2 separate regions of the Mus musculus genome follow, and region 1 is linked to region 2. The links are chromatin contacts, called in public HiChIP or PLAC-seq maps. All regions are on one chromosome and are shown on one strand. The core of a region is the stretch at or near the end of the contact, and the rest is flanking DNA. Distances in the headings are between cores, read along the strand shown.

Region 1 (6,326 bases), core at 1,398-3,897, 380 kb after region 2:
TTATTATTACTATTATGGATTGTTTCTGTAAAACATGTAAAACTATACGAAAAGAAAATTAAAATCGATAATAAGCTCATTATTCATGGATAAACTCTGCAAGCTTTCTGCTACACTTCTATAGCTCTTCCCCCGTATTTATGCATATGTATTTTTTGTCTTTATAGATTTAGGATATGATCCCGCCCTACAGAAAGCATTGGGCTTACTGTTTTTGACATAATACAGTGATTTTCTATGTAATTAGGAGACTCCTCAGGAACAGCACTTTAATGGCTGCACAATATTCCACCCCATAAATATACCTTAATATGTTTAACTAAAGCCTATTGGCGACCATTTGGAGTGTTTACAATTTTTCACAATGAAAATGCTGCTATAAACATCCGTGTTCATAAATCTTTGCTCTGATCTCTGGTTATTTTCCCAGCAGAGATTCCTGGAAGTGGTACCACAGGGTCCCGGTCGATGCATTTCTAAGGATCTTGCTGTTGTATATGGAAATGCTTTTCTGGGAGGATCCGCTGGTCCCCACTCACTGACAACAGTATCGTCAGGACCATTTTCTCGGCCTCGAGTGTTTCTTCTTCCTATACATTTTAGCTTCAACAGTCACCTGTGGGAACCCTGTCTCTTCCTTCTTCCCTTCAGAGGTCAGGACAAATTCCACCTCCCTGAAATCCTCCTTGATACCCAAGCTAGGGCTCTTCACTTCCACCCCGCATTCTGCCCCCACCCCAGTCACTCCCCAAGCTGGCCAACTCTGTCATATCTCTCAATAGTGAGTGTTGTAATTACCTTTGCTTTGGGGAAAACACTGAACCTTTAAAGCCATCCACCAAATGGTTTCGTCTGATTTACTTCCATATGGAAGTTACCTTGACATCAAGGACTTCGGTTTGGTCATCTAGTCTACCTCTCCTGGCCACATTCCCCAACCTTGAATGTAGCCCAACTGCAAGCTACCCTTGAGTTGAAGAACACTGTTAGTTCTGCATTTACTATTCCTTGTCCTGGTGGAATGAACAAAGCTGCTCCCTCTACAGCATTGGGGGAGACTGAGAGGATAGGGTAGGATATTCTAGTCCTCACTCTGCCAGACACTTATGGGTGTGGCTCTGGTCCTCTGCTTCCCTCTAGGACTTAGTTTACTCCTTTGTAAAATGGGCATGTTGAACCACCCAATGGCCTTGGTATGCAGCACATACCCCTCCTAAGGCTCCCTGCTTAAAGCCTCTGTTCTAAACCTATGAGGCCCCTGCACAGAGCTAGCCTTGGGCTGGGGGGTGGGGGGGCGGCAAAGGAGCTGAGCCCTGAAGCAGGCCTGGCTGCAGGCCAGACTGTGTCTGCAAACACTGACCTTGGCTGCTGCAGGGATTTTCCATGACACCAGCACCCTCCCTCTCAACTCCCCCATTTTGCATGGGCCTGGGAGGCTGGGGGTGGGGCACCAGAGCTCTTCTGCATAAGAAGTCCTCAGGCAGTAACAGGGACAGACACCTGTGGGGTGCAAGTCAGCTCAAGAGAGAGGGGAAAGCCAAGAAGTCAGGGATGGGAAGTGTGGGAGCTGGTGCTATAGAGTGGAGGGCAGAGGCTGAAAATGGAGCTGCCAAGATGGAACAAAGAGGCCCTGGGAAGGGGCAGGGAGAGAAGAGATGGGTGCCTTGTTTTAGAACTGTCCTTTCAGGAGTTCTGGCCCGGAGGGTGACAAACCCCAGACCCAGTTCTGCATGTTCATTCCCGCCCCCACCCAACTCCCTGGAGTCCTGATGCCTTTGCAGACCTAGTTTTGGGCTGAGCCAGACCTACAGCCAGGGGCTTATTTGGGGGCCTAGAGTTGGGCTTATTTTGAAGGCGGAAAGGGTATATACAAACAAGGGCCAGGGCTGAGAGTCAACAAAAAATCCTGAGATGGCCTCCTCTCTTTGCAATTAGGAATTTGGGAAGGGGAGCAAGAATTCGGGGGTCACCATCACTGCACAGAGCCTTACCTTATAGATCTTTGGTTTTTCCAGGTAGAACAGCAATTGATAATGACCTACCCAAGTCCTGTGCGTGACACAAAGGGTGCCCACAAAGAGTCCGAGGGGCCAGAGCCTGCAGACTTCTGTGTGGAAAGAGAGCACAGAGATGAAGCTGTGAGCAAGGAGGCCCTTCCTCCACATGGAGGAAGCCCTCGGAGCTCCTTAGACAGCCTGCTGCCTGACTGGATCTTCCAGAGACTGGGAGAGCACCTGAACTCTCTGCAATGTCTGCTAGGCCAGCCACCCTTCCCCTCAGAGCAGAGCCTGAGTACCAATGCCTGATGCCTTCCACCTCAGATGCTTTAATGCGCCCATTCTGGTTTTGGCTCTTGTCTCCACATTGCTATCTATGGTCTCCAGAGCTCCAGCTCTGAGGGGCACAGTCCCCAAAGAACCTTTTCCAGGCACCCACAGCTCAATCCTGACCGCTCCCTCCTGTCCGCTCTCCTTCCCAGCCTGCTGGCATCGTCCCTCCCCAGAGCCCGAACTGCCTTCCTTCTGCTTAGCAAGCTCTGGCAGCGCACTCAGGTCACCCTTCCCCTCCCCCATTTCCAACAACGACCTAGTGTGCAAAGCCTCTGGGTGTCTCAGACCACAGGTCACCTCATTCATCTTTCCCCTGGCCAGGGCTGTATTTACTCTAGATAAGCAAGTCTGCTGGGAGGCAGGGCACAGCCAGGAACTGCCAAGGTTCTAATCTGCCCAGAGATGGGGCTCAGAGACCCAGAGTCAAAGAAGGACCTGGAAGAAGGACCACATAAGTTCTTGATGTGACAGAGGAGGGCTTCCCAAACCATGCTCAGAGGAACCCTAGCTTAGCAATAAGCACTGTGAGAAAAATGTTCTGCCGTCAAATACATGAGAAACATGACACATTCCTCCAGCTATTCATGGGAACACGGACGGGTATGACCATGTGACACTTAAGTCACATGATAAAAACATTCTTTTTAGTCCCTATTTTCCCAATTTAATTGAGTCAAACAACTCTTTTCTCATCCAACCCTTAACATACCACTGAGCTGGTATCTGAGGAAATTAATGTCAATAAACATTGATTATAGCACGTTGTGGGGGGGGGGCTTTAATGTTCATGCAATCTTGGGAACCCAAATATATTCACATTGGCATCTCAAATCTACTAGTTCACCAAATCTCTCATGAGGTCACTGTACCCATTTCACAGATGAGAAACTAGAGGCTCAAAGGGTTAAAGAACCTGGCCAAGGTTAAGAGCTATTTGGCTATGGAGCCTGTGCACTTTCTGCCTCACTGAATTGCAGATGCCCTACCTATCTGCAGCGTTTCCCACATGTAAGGATAGCCTGATTCAGTCTTGCAGAATCAATTATCCCATGCTAATCTCAAGTTTCTGATTGACAAGTGTGTTCTTAATTGATTTTGATGGGGGAAATAAACTAATTAGAGTCTTAAGAATCATCACCTTGGCGCTGGTTCCATGTAGTAAAATATTGTATTTGATCAACACTTCACAAATGGAAGCTTTGATCTTGTGAGTGGGTGGCTGAACAGAGAAACTACTAAAAGACGTTCAGGACAGTGAAAAATGCCAGGGTAAGAACCAGGAATGAAAAGGGATGACACAAAGCTAGTGCTAGCCAAGCTGAGGACAGACCTCAGCCTCCTGCCCTCCAGCTCCACACACTCAGCTCCACCCGAGATGGGGCCATGGGTCCACCTGGGGGCCAGTTAGGCCAAGGGTAGGAAGCAGGCAGGCAGGCAGGCAGGCTAACACACTCCTGGCGCCAGTGGGGAGCAGGTGGCCAAGACCAGCCTATTATCAAGAGCTTAGAATTCTGCTTCAAGTAGAAGGAGCCAGGCCACTGGGAGAAGAGACCAGGAGGGAGAGGGGGAGGGGAAGACACACCCTCTCCATGCCCCCCTAGATCTCTGAAAGCCAGAGCTACAACCAGTGGTTGAGTTCCTGACACCAGGCAGAGACGAGGATAGAGGCCTGAGGCTTTCAATACTGTTGTTTAGTTCCTTGCTATCCTAAAATATTTATGCTGATAATTAACATTTATGTCCAGCCACAGCTTCCTCCACTGAATTTTTAAAAGAGATTTTTATTACATTTATTTATTTAGAGAGAGTATGTATGTGTTAGTGTGTGTGTGTGTGTGTGTGTGTGACTGTGTCTCTGTGTGTCTGTGTGCATCTGTGACTATGTCTGTGTCTGTGTGTGTGTCTGTGTTTGTGTGTGTGACTGTATCTGTGTCTGTGTGTGTATGTCTGTGTGACTGCACATATATTCTGTGGTATATTGTGGAGGTCAGAGGAACTTGTGGAATCTCCTAGGAATTAAATCAGGCCATCAGGCTAGGCATCAAATGCCTTTACCCAGTGAGCTATCTTGCTGGTCCTGGTGGCTTCTGTGCCCAGACCCATCTCCTATCTAAGTCACTTCCTATGAAGAGTCGATAGCTCTGACTGAATGAGTAGGTGGAGCTTTGGCCACACCTGAACTGTTAGGCAGCAGCCAGGGGACTGGTTTCATTATCTAAAATCCTTGGCTTTAACCTTGTCGTGTTGTTACCACCTCTAGGCATTGAGCAAGCCTCTCTGCTCCTCAGTGACTTATCTGTAAAACCCCAAGACTAGACCAAATGATTAGTAAGAACCTCTGTCTTCCCGTGGTGGATTCAGGATGGGAGATGGAAAGGGACAGCCCTAGTGAGTGTTCAGGGAGGCAGCCGCCAGAGTCTATGCTCAAGATAGGAGTTCTGGCTGTTTGGTCTAACAGGTACTAGGAGAGGGTACCCAAAAAGAATCAGCCTCAGAGAGCAGCCCCTGCGTGCGTGCGCTGGTACCCAGAGGGACTAGCAGAGCCCCGCCCCCAACCAGAGACTTGAAGAGGCAGCAATTGGTAGTTCTTTTTACCTTTTCCCTTGCAAAGCCAAACTAGGCACACTGCTGCCCCACTGCAGGGGGACAGGGTTGGCCAAACTCCCGGTGACTTCCCAGAAGTCCCGGGTCCCCTGGGACGGACTCCACCCTAGCTGGCAGCCATCCAAGCTAGGCACCCACGTCAGCAGGTCCTCATGGCTTCTTTGCCCTTTCGTCCAGTGACAGTAAGACAAAGGGATAGGCTCGCTCACCCTCAGCCCCAAGATGAAAAAAGTCTGTCTCCAGGGCGGCTCCCCTGTCCTACTGATATCTCAGCTGGCTCAAGATAGTGCCTGCAGCTGAGGCTTCATGCGCTTCTCTCTGGGCCTCAGTTTCCCCTCCTGACATGGCCCTGGCATGAATACAGAGTGAGAAATGCCTAGGGGCCATAGCCAACTCAAAGGACGTCTCCACTCCAGCCGCAAAACAGTCAGGCACAAATCAAAGAGTGACCGGGGGATGTTCATGAGGGCAAAGTTAAAAGTTTATTCTAAGGGTAAAAGTTTTGATTAGTGAGCCTGGCTGTGGTAGGGAGTGAGGGCCAGTCTGGCCATCTGCCCCACAAAGGTCAAGCACTGTCTCTGGCCCTGGTAGGGGCCTGGGTCAGGTCTGGATGAGTCACTCGATTTGAGAATTACCAAGTTGGGGGTGTACTTGTGGCTAAATGTGGGTGCTGAGCACTGCCCCCCTCAGGGGTGGGAGCTGAGCAGGAGCAGAAGGAGGGGGAAAACCCTGCGGAGAAGGTAAAGGGGCTTCTGGATGTCAGGTGAGGGGCCAGGGCAGCACCTGAGGGCCCAGCCAGCAGGGCCGAGCAGGAGAGCTGTTTTGTAGGCAGCCTATCCAGGCAAAGGAAGCCAGGCAGGAGGGCACTGGGTTTTCCTGAAGGGCATTATTCTTTAATGGAACCCAGAGCAAGCTGGTGAGAGGTAGACAGGTGCTTTGGAAGGGTTCCTTCCTCTTCGGGGTGGCTATAGATGGCTACACATACACACACATGCACACACACACACCACACACGCACACGCACACAGGAACCTGTGTTTTCAGATGATTTTCCAAGGGCCTCTCACAGTTGAATACTCCAAAGATTCCAGAAAGCTTCCCCAAGCCATTTGTCTCCTTTACTTCCTGAGGAAGATCGGGACAAGCGCTAGGGCATGGAATAACAGCTTTAGGTCATGGGCCTGGACCCCAAGTACAGACAAGGCAAAGGAGCCCAGAGACAGACAGCAATTTGCCCAGGGTTACACAGCTGGAGCCATAACCATGCTGTGCCCTCTGTGTAGAGCTCTGCCCCTAGTGTCATATCCAGAGAGGAGTCAGGGGTCCATATACTGTGTGGTGCTGGTCTGAGGGACAGGAAAGGACAGGATGAGACACTGTGCTAGCTGGTAG
Region 2 (5,986 bases), core at 2,245-4,744:
TTTCTCTCATAATGAGCTGCTTCCTCCTCCAAGTCTGTTTCTTCAGAGGAGAATTCTTCATCTGCTTCAGAGCTACTAAGAGCTGGCTCCTTGAGCTCATCTAGTGATGAGTATAGGCTCCTTCTCCTAGAGACCTCCGCTAATTGATCTTTTTTTTTTTCTTTTTTCTTTTCCTTCCTTCTAATCTCTCCCCAGGTATTCTTACCTGACCTAAACTTTTCCTCGGGTTCAAGACCCTTGGAAAGGCCTGTATACTTATTTTGTGAACCATATTTCCTCTTTGCTCCTACTCTCTCTCCCCGCTTTACTTCTGATAGATTGCCCTGAATTTCATCCAGAATTTTTAGCCCTACCTTAATCACTTGATAACATGTGAAAAAGAACAAAAAGGCTCCTAACACTAGAAAAAGTTCAAGGCCAAACATACCTTGTAAAGCTATTTCCCACTTTACTTCTGATAGACTGTCTTGAATTTCGTTAGAAAGTTTAAGACCAGACTTACCTTGTAAAGCTGTACTCACTGGTACCCCTGTTCCCCAGCTGAAGAGTTCTGAATTCATGCAGTTGAATCCTTCTCAACAGTCTGTTTTATGGGAACACTTCATTACCATGACCCGCAGTTCTGGTTCTGGAATGAGGGATCTTCCTTGCGCCGGTGATGGTTAACTCCCGTCCCGAGTTTTCTTGTCCTGGGTTTTTTCGTCCTGGGTTCTTTCTTCCCGGATTTCGGCACCAACTCTTACACGCGTTCACGCGACCGGCCAGGAAGAACGCAACAAACCAGAATCTTCTGCGGTAAAAACTTTATTATTTACATCTTCAGGAGCAAGAGTGCAAGAGCCCCCCAAAAGCAAAAACGAAACCCCGTCCCTCTTAAGGAGAGTTATCCTTCGCCTAGGACGTATCACTCCCTGATTGGCTGCAGCCCATGGCCGAGTTGTCGTCACGGGGAAGGCAGAGCACATGGGGTGGAGAACTACCCTTGGCACATGCGCAGATTATTTGTTTACCACTTAGAACACAGCTGTCAGCGCCATCTTGTAACGGCGAATGTGGGGGCGGCTTCCCACAAGAGACCTTAAGGTCTGGCAAGATGGCTTAAAGGGTAAAGGCACTTTGGTGCCAAGCCTGATAACATAAGTTAGATTCCCCACAACTCACAAGTTGGGAGGAGAAAATCAACTGTGGAAAACTGTCTTCTGATCCATCCATGCTCACTCTCCCCCACAAATACATGTTATTAATTAAAAAAAAAAACTGGGGCAAAGTGAAATTGAATTGTTGAAGATCCCTCAGATAACAAGTATAAGATGACAAAGGCCAGACAAAGTTCTGTATTATTTCTGTTTAAGATCTCAGGATTTATAATTGATTCTAAGTTTTAACAACCATCCACACAGGAGAGGCAGTGAACCGCAACTACTCGCTGTCACAAAATTTAAAGCTGTGGGGCTGGAGAGATGGCTCAGTAGTTAAGAGTGCTGACTGCTATGCAGAGAGGACCAGGGTTCCTCCTGAGCACCCACGTCCTGAAGCTCACAACCGCCTCTAACTCCAGCTCCAGGGACACGAGATGGCCCCGGTCTCCTCAGGCACCTATACTTACGTGCACATACTCACACACATAATTAAAGGTAACAAGAGTCCTTTAAAACATTCAAAATTGTTCTTTAAAAAAATATTTCCTAGATTGCCTTTGGGGCAGGAGGATCATGAGTTTAAGTCAACATTGGCTACAGTGATTCTTCTTACACCTCAGCTCTCCAGAAAGCTGGGATTGTAGGGGTCCACAGCCACACTCAGCTCTGGTAGGGTGGTAATGGGGAAGGGACTGGTAAGGGTGGGTGGGACTGGGAAGAGAGGAGGGAGGGGGGTTGTGAGCCGATGTAAAGTGGATAATAAATGTGTAGCTCATGTACTGTTATTAGTTTGCAGTTGTGTAAGTTTTTAAAAAATTACTTTTTATTTTACACGTATGGGTGTGTGTTTGCCTGCATCCTGTGCATGCAGTGTCCTTGAAGGCCACAGGAGGGCATCAGATTCGCTGGAACTGGAGCTACAGATGGGTGTGAGCCACCTCTGGGAGTTGAACTCAGGATCTCCAGAAGAGCAGTCATTACTCTTAACGGCTGAGCCATCTCTCCAGCCCTATCCTGTCACTTTTAAATGTTTTTCCACAAGTAGTTAAAGTATTTTAAGTATGGTTTGTATTTCAGATGGAATGGTGCAAGGCTCATATTAAAAAAAAATTGATGACAAGATTCTTTTTGTCATATTTATATTGACTAGAAAAACTACATAGCAAAGATTTTATGTTGGTTTAATGGACACTTTATATGCATCATCTCATTAAGAACTGTACATTTTAGAGGTGGGTGTGGTGGCTCACACTTGATATTGATAATATTGTCATGAATCTGAGGTTAGTCTGGGCTGAATAGTGAGTTCCAGGCTAGCTAGGAGCTGGTATGGGATCCTGTCTCAAAAAAGCCGGAAACTGTGCTTAGCATATCTTAGGTCCTGACAGCAATTTGTTAAGTGAATGACTCCAAGGAACTTAAGTGGAGATTTCAAATTAATTGCCCTCATTCCAGGGAACAAGGGAACTATTAGACTCACTGATAATCTGTTTCTAATAGGGCTATATTTCTAATTGGGCTAACCATTTCCAACCAAATAAGTGCTTCTGGATAGGCATTGTAATTTGAATTTCTTGCTGGTACTGGAGAATACACAACTCCGGACTGTGTGCTAAGGGAAATGGGGCAAATGCCTCTCATCTCAAAGTTAATGGGTTGGCGATGATGTATGCAAAATTCTCTGCACGTAAGGCACGCAATAAAAAGTAGCAATTATTAAACATTTCCTATTATTAGACACATATTAACCACTGGTGACGTGTTCTTTCTACAATGCACTGGGCCCTAGTTGTAAAATCACTCCTTGTAAACACAGGGCCCCGTCGAGATTGAGAGATCAATGGTTTTATGGGGGAATCGAGGAGACTTAAGCAATTGGAATTCGCACCGGCTGAACCAGTGGAATTTGACGAGGCAGTCCAAGGTTCACAAGCATCATGGATCAGAAGGGACTGATTTTCAAGTCCCTTTGGATTACTCGATGTTTCCCGTTCGCCCGACATCATCATTTCAGGATCCCGAAGCTCCAGGCGCTCACAGCCCGCTGTGGCACACACCTGCCTCCGCCCTTCCCCTCGAACGCCCCCGTACACACTCACCCGGGCCACAAGATTATGCGAGCATCCCACACAATCACTCGGGGTTCCTATAGCAGAGACAAGAGCAAAGGCTGCTGGGAAGTTGACCTTTCACTCCTCCTCTTACTTCAGTTCACCTATTTTGACTCTGGCAAATGAAGCGACGAAGACGGTAGGAGGGGCGGGACTTGGCGATGGCCATCCCGTGCCGATTGGATTGAGGCGGTGCTGGGGGCGGGCCGTGTAAGGGGCGGTGTCCCTACCCGCGGGAGCCGCGGGGCTGCGCTTGCGCACTGGGTGCGCTACGCGTGCGCGGTGGGCGGAGCGCGCCTCTACCTTCTTTACCAGCCCAGGCTTTCCTAGCTCTGCACAACGCCGTGTGCTGCTCCTGTTTCATTGCCCTGTCGCGCAGTGTCGCTGCCGCTGCGGAGTGGGCGTTCAGTTTTCGGGTCGTCATGGCTGGCTACGAATACGTGAGCCCAGAGCAGCTGTCGGGCTTTGACAAGTACAAGGTAGAGAAGGCGAGCAGGCGGTCGCCCATCTCCCCCGCGCCCGGGCCGCGCCCTGGCCGGCGAGGGGCCGGCGCGGTCCGTGTCACCTTGCGCCTGCCGCGTGGCGCGCCGGCGGGCGTTGTTGAAGGGGATTCTGGGGGCGGGAGGTCGCGGTCGGGAAGCTTGGGAGCATCCTAGGCCGGCCGCCCGGTCTTGGCACCCCGCGGGAGACTGCCTTTTCCTTAGAGAGTGGGGTGAAGAAATTCCTTTCTCTCCTTTTCCTTATTAATTGTCACTGCGGCGGGTTTTCAGCCTTTCCCAGAGAGGGTGTTGTTCCCTTCTTTTGGTCGTCGTTTGAATGAGCTTCTCACATGCCTCTCAGTGCTTACAACTTCAGAGATCTGGATGGTCTTTTAGCGGATGCTAAGGGAGGGAAGTGACTTTTTCAGGCCTTAATGCAGATGCACTCCACCCTACCCCTGGAAAAGGGCTTTCACTGAGGCTCGTAGCGCTGGCACTGCAGGTTAAGACGTTGTGCACTAGAAGAAACTGTATAGTGCAAAGAGCGCGCGGGCTTTGGAGTACATAGAAACGCGATGCCAAAGTCAAGTTTCTTCTTTTGGCTTTGGACGAGTCGTTGAAACCCTACTCAGCCTCTCTTTTAGGCTCTTTAGCCTAAGTGTGAGTTTCTCTTGTGCTTAGTATATTGGAAAGGGTTGAAAAGAGTCTGGCACGGCATGAACCCCCAAGAAATGCTGGTGGTTCCAGCATTCTGGGGTTGCAAAATACAGATTTAGTAGTCCCCCCAGGGAACTACTGGCCATCCAGGTGTCTTAATGTGAAATAATGAGGTTTGGTGTTTCATCTTTGGTAAGCCTTTCTTGAGGGCAATCTGTTCCTTTATGAAATTAGTGTGTGCCGAATAGAATGTCCAAATGATGAGGCTAGTCCTGTGGGTAGTAGTCATCCAGGAAACATTTGTGCAATGAATTAATATTTTGGGGGGAAAAATCTTCATTTTGTTTAACTGAAATAGAAAAAAAAAAACCCAGGGGCTTTAGAAGGCCCTAGGATATTCTTCTTTGAAGCAGTGTTGGACCATACTATTCTGAATTAAGGTGGTGACTTACCTTAAAACTGTAACTGGGAAGGAAGAAATTGCAGAGCTTTCTTAGTGGCTTGGGTCAGAAGGCTGTTAACCCAGATACCTCCTGTGTGTGTTTGCATCACCCTCTTGGTTATCTGTGCTGCACTGCAAAGATTGGCAGCCAAAATATTTTCTTCGAAAATGAGTCTTGACTTTTAGAGCAAGTTTTTATAAAGTGGCAGCTTTATTCAGTGAGCCTAGTTTTCCTCACCGTCTTCTCTAGGTTTATAGTCCCAGCTAGATAAAAGTCTTATTTTATCGGACATCTCGGTGTGGTTTTCTGTGGCTGTCCCTTCCTTATCTGACTCAGCTCCTGTGTTTGACAACCGGTTTCCTATCGTTCTGGAAAACAAAGGTCAGTTTTGCAATCGTCCCAGCAGTCACTAAAATGTTGATGTTATTCTAGTTACAGTGAGGCTTTTTTTGGAGGCGGGATCCAAAATCAATCACAAATGTATAACCTTAAATTCTAGTAGAAGGCTCTCTGCTGGATGCCATACCACATTCATTTTAAAAGAATGAAACAGAGGCATCCAAAGGGAAAGAAAAATCTGTGTGGTCAGTTTTGTTGGCACGTGAAATTGCACACAGAGATCCTTTCTTTCTCATTGCCTTCTCATTGTGTGGTCTTCAGAGAGTACATGCTTTATAACGGATTAAGACACCACCCCCAAGCATGCAATCAAAATACTTAAAGAGGTTTTAATCGGGTGTGACCTTTTATAACAGAGCAAAAAAATACAGAGAAAAGAAATGACACTCCTATACCAGCTGGTGGAAAAAATTACTTTTGAACCAGTTTAATTTTTCTATCTTTCCTAGAGGTACATTTGAGAGCTACACGTGGAAACCTGGCACTTGCATATAGTAGCTGCTGAGAGGGGTGCACACAGAGAGGTAATTAGGTTTCTGTAGTAAGAAAGAGGTGATTTCCAGTACAGAAGAAAGCCTGGGGTGGATTCAGTTTTATATACTCTCAATACGTACGTCTTCTGGTGAAGTGTCTAACACAGTCCTATTCAGTAGTTAGTTTAATAATTGCTGGTGGTGTGTTAGGACAGGAGCTCTAGGTGGGCAGGGCTGATAGCTGTCTCGTTCAACATGATCAGTGTCTCCACAGTATCTTGAGCT

Evidence for each region. HiChIP or PLAC-seq counts read pairs in DNA pulled down with a chosen protein or histone mark.
Region 1: a FOXA1 HiChIP or PLAC-seq map of pancreatic cancer cells shows a contact between it and region 2. The contact joins the enhancer-like site here to the promoter of Selenoi in region 2. A contact is called at or near these places in 5 of 39 promoter capture datasets (the C10 cell line, cranial neural crest, liver and 1 more), 1 of 15 datasets of contacts at CTCF or cohesin (the NIH/3T3 cell line), 1 of 484 Hi-C or Micro-C datasets (liver) and 3 of 115 datasets of contacts at active chromatin or transcription factors (acute myeloid leukemia, cardiomyocytes and pancreatic cancer cells).

Annotation. Positions count from the first base shown.
Region 1 is chr5:30,613,039-30,619,364 of GRCm38.p6, forward strand. All of the region lies in intron 1 of Kcnk3 (potassium channel, subfamily K, member 3), which reads left to right. Among named protein-coding and RNA genes, the nearest start is that of Gm9899, 28 kb to the left of the region's middle. Within about 2 kb of position 2,648, at least 40 of the 459 cell types and tissues checked have an H3K27ac peak or open chromatin away from gene starts, as enhancers often do. A contact at or near this core is called in pancreatic cancer cells, where this site is marked.
Region 2 is chr5:30,229,087-30,235,072 of GRCm38.p6, forward strand. Selenoi (selenoprotein I) reads left to right here and starts at 3,495. Exons shown (of 10, transcript NM_027652.3): 1 at 3,495-3,729. The coding sequence starts at 3,673.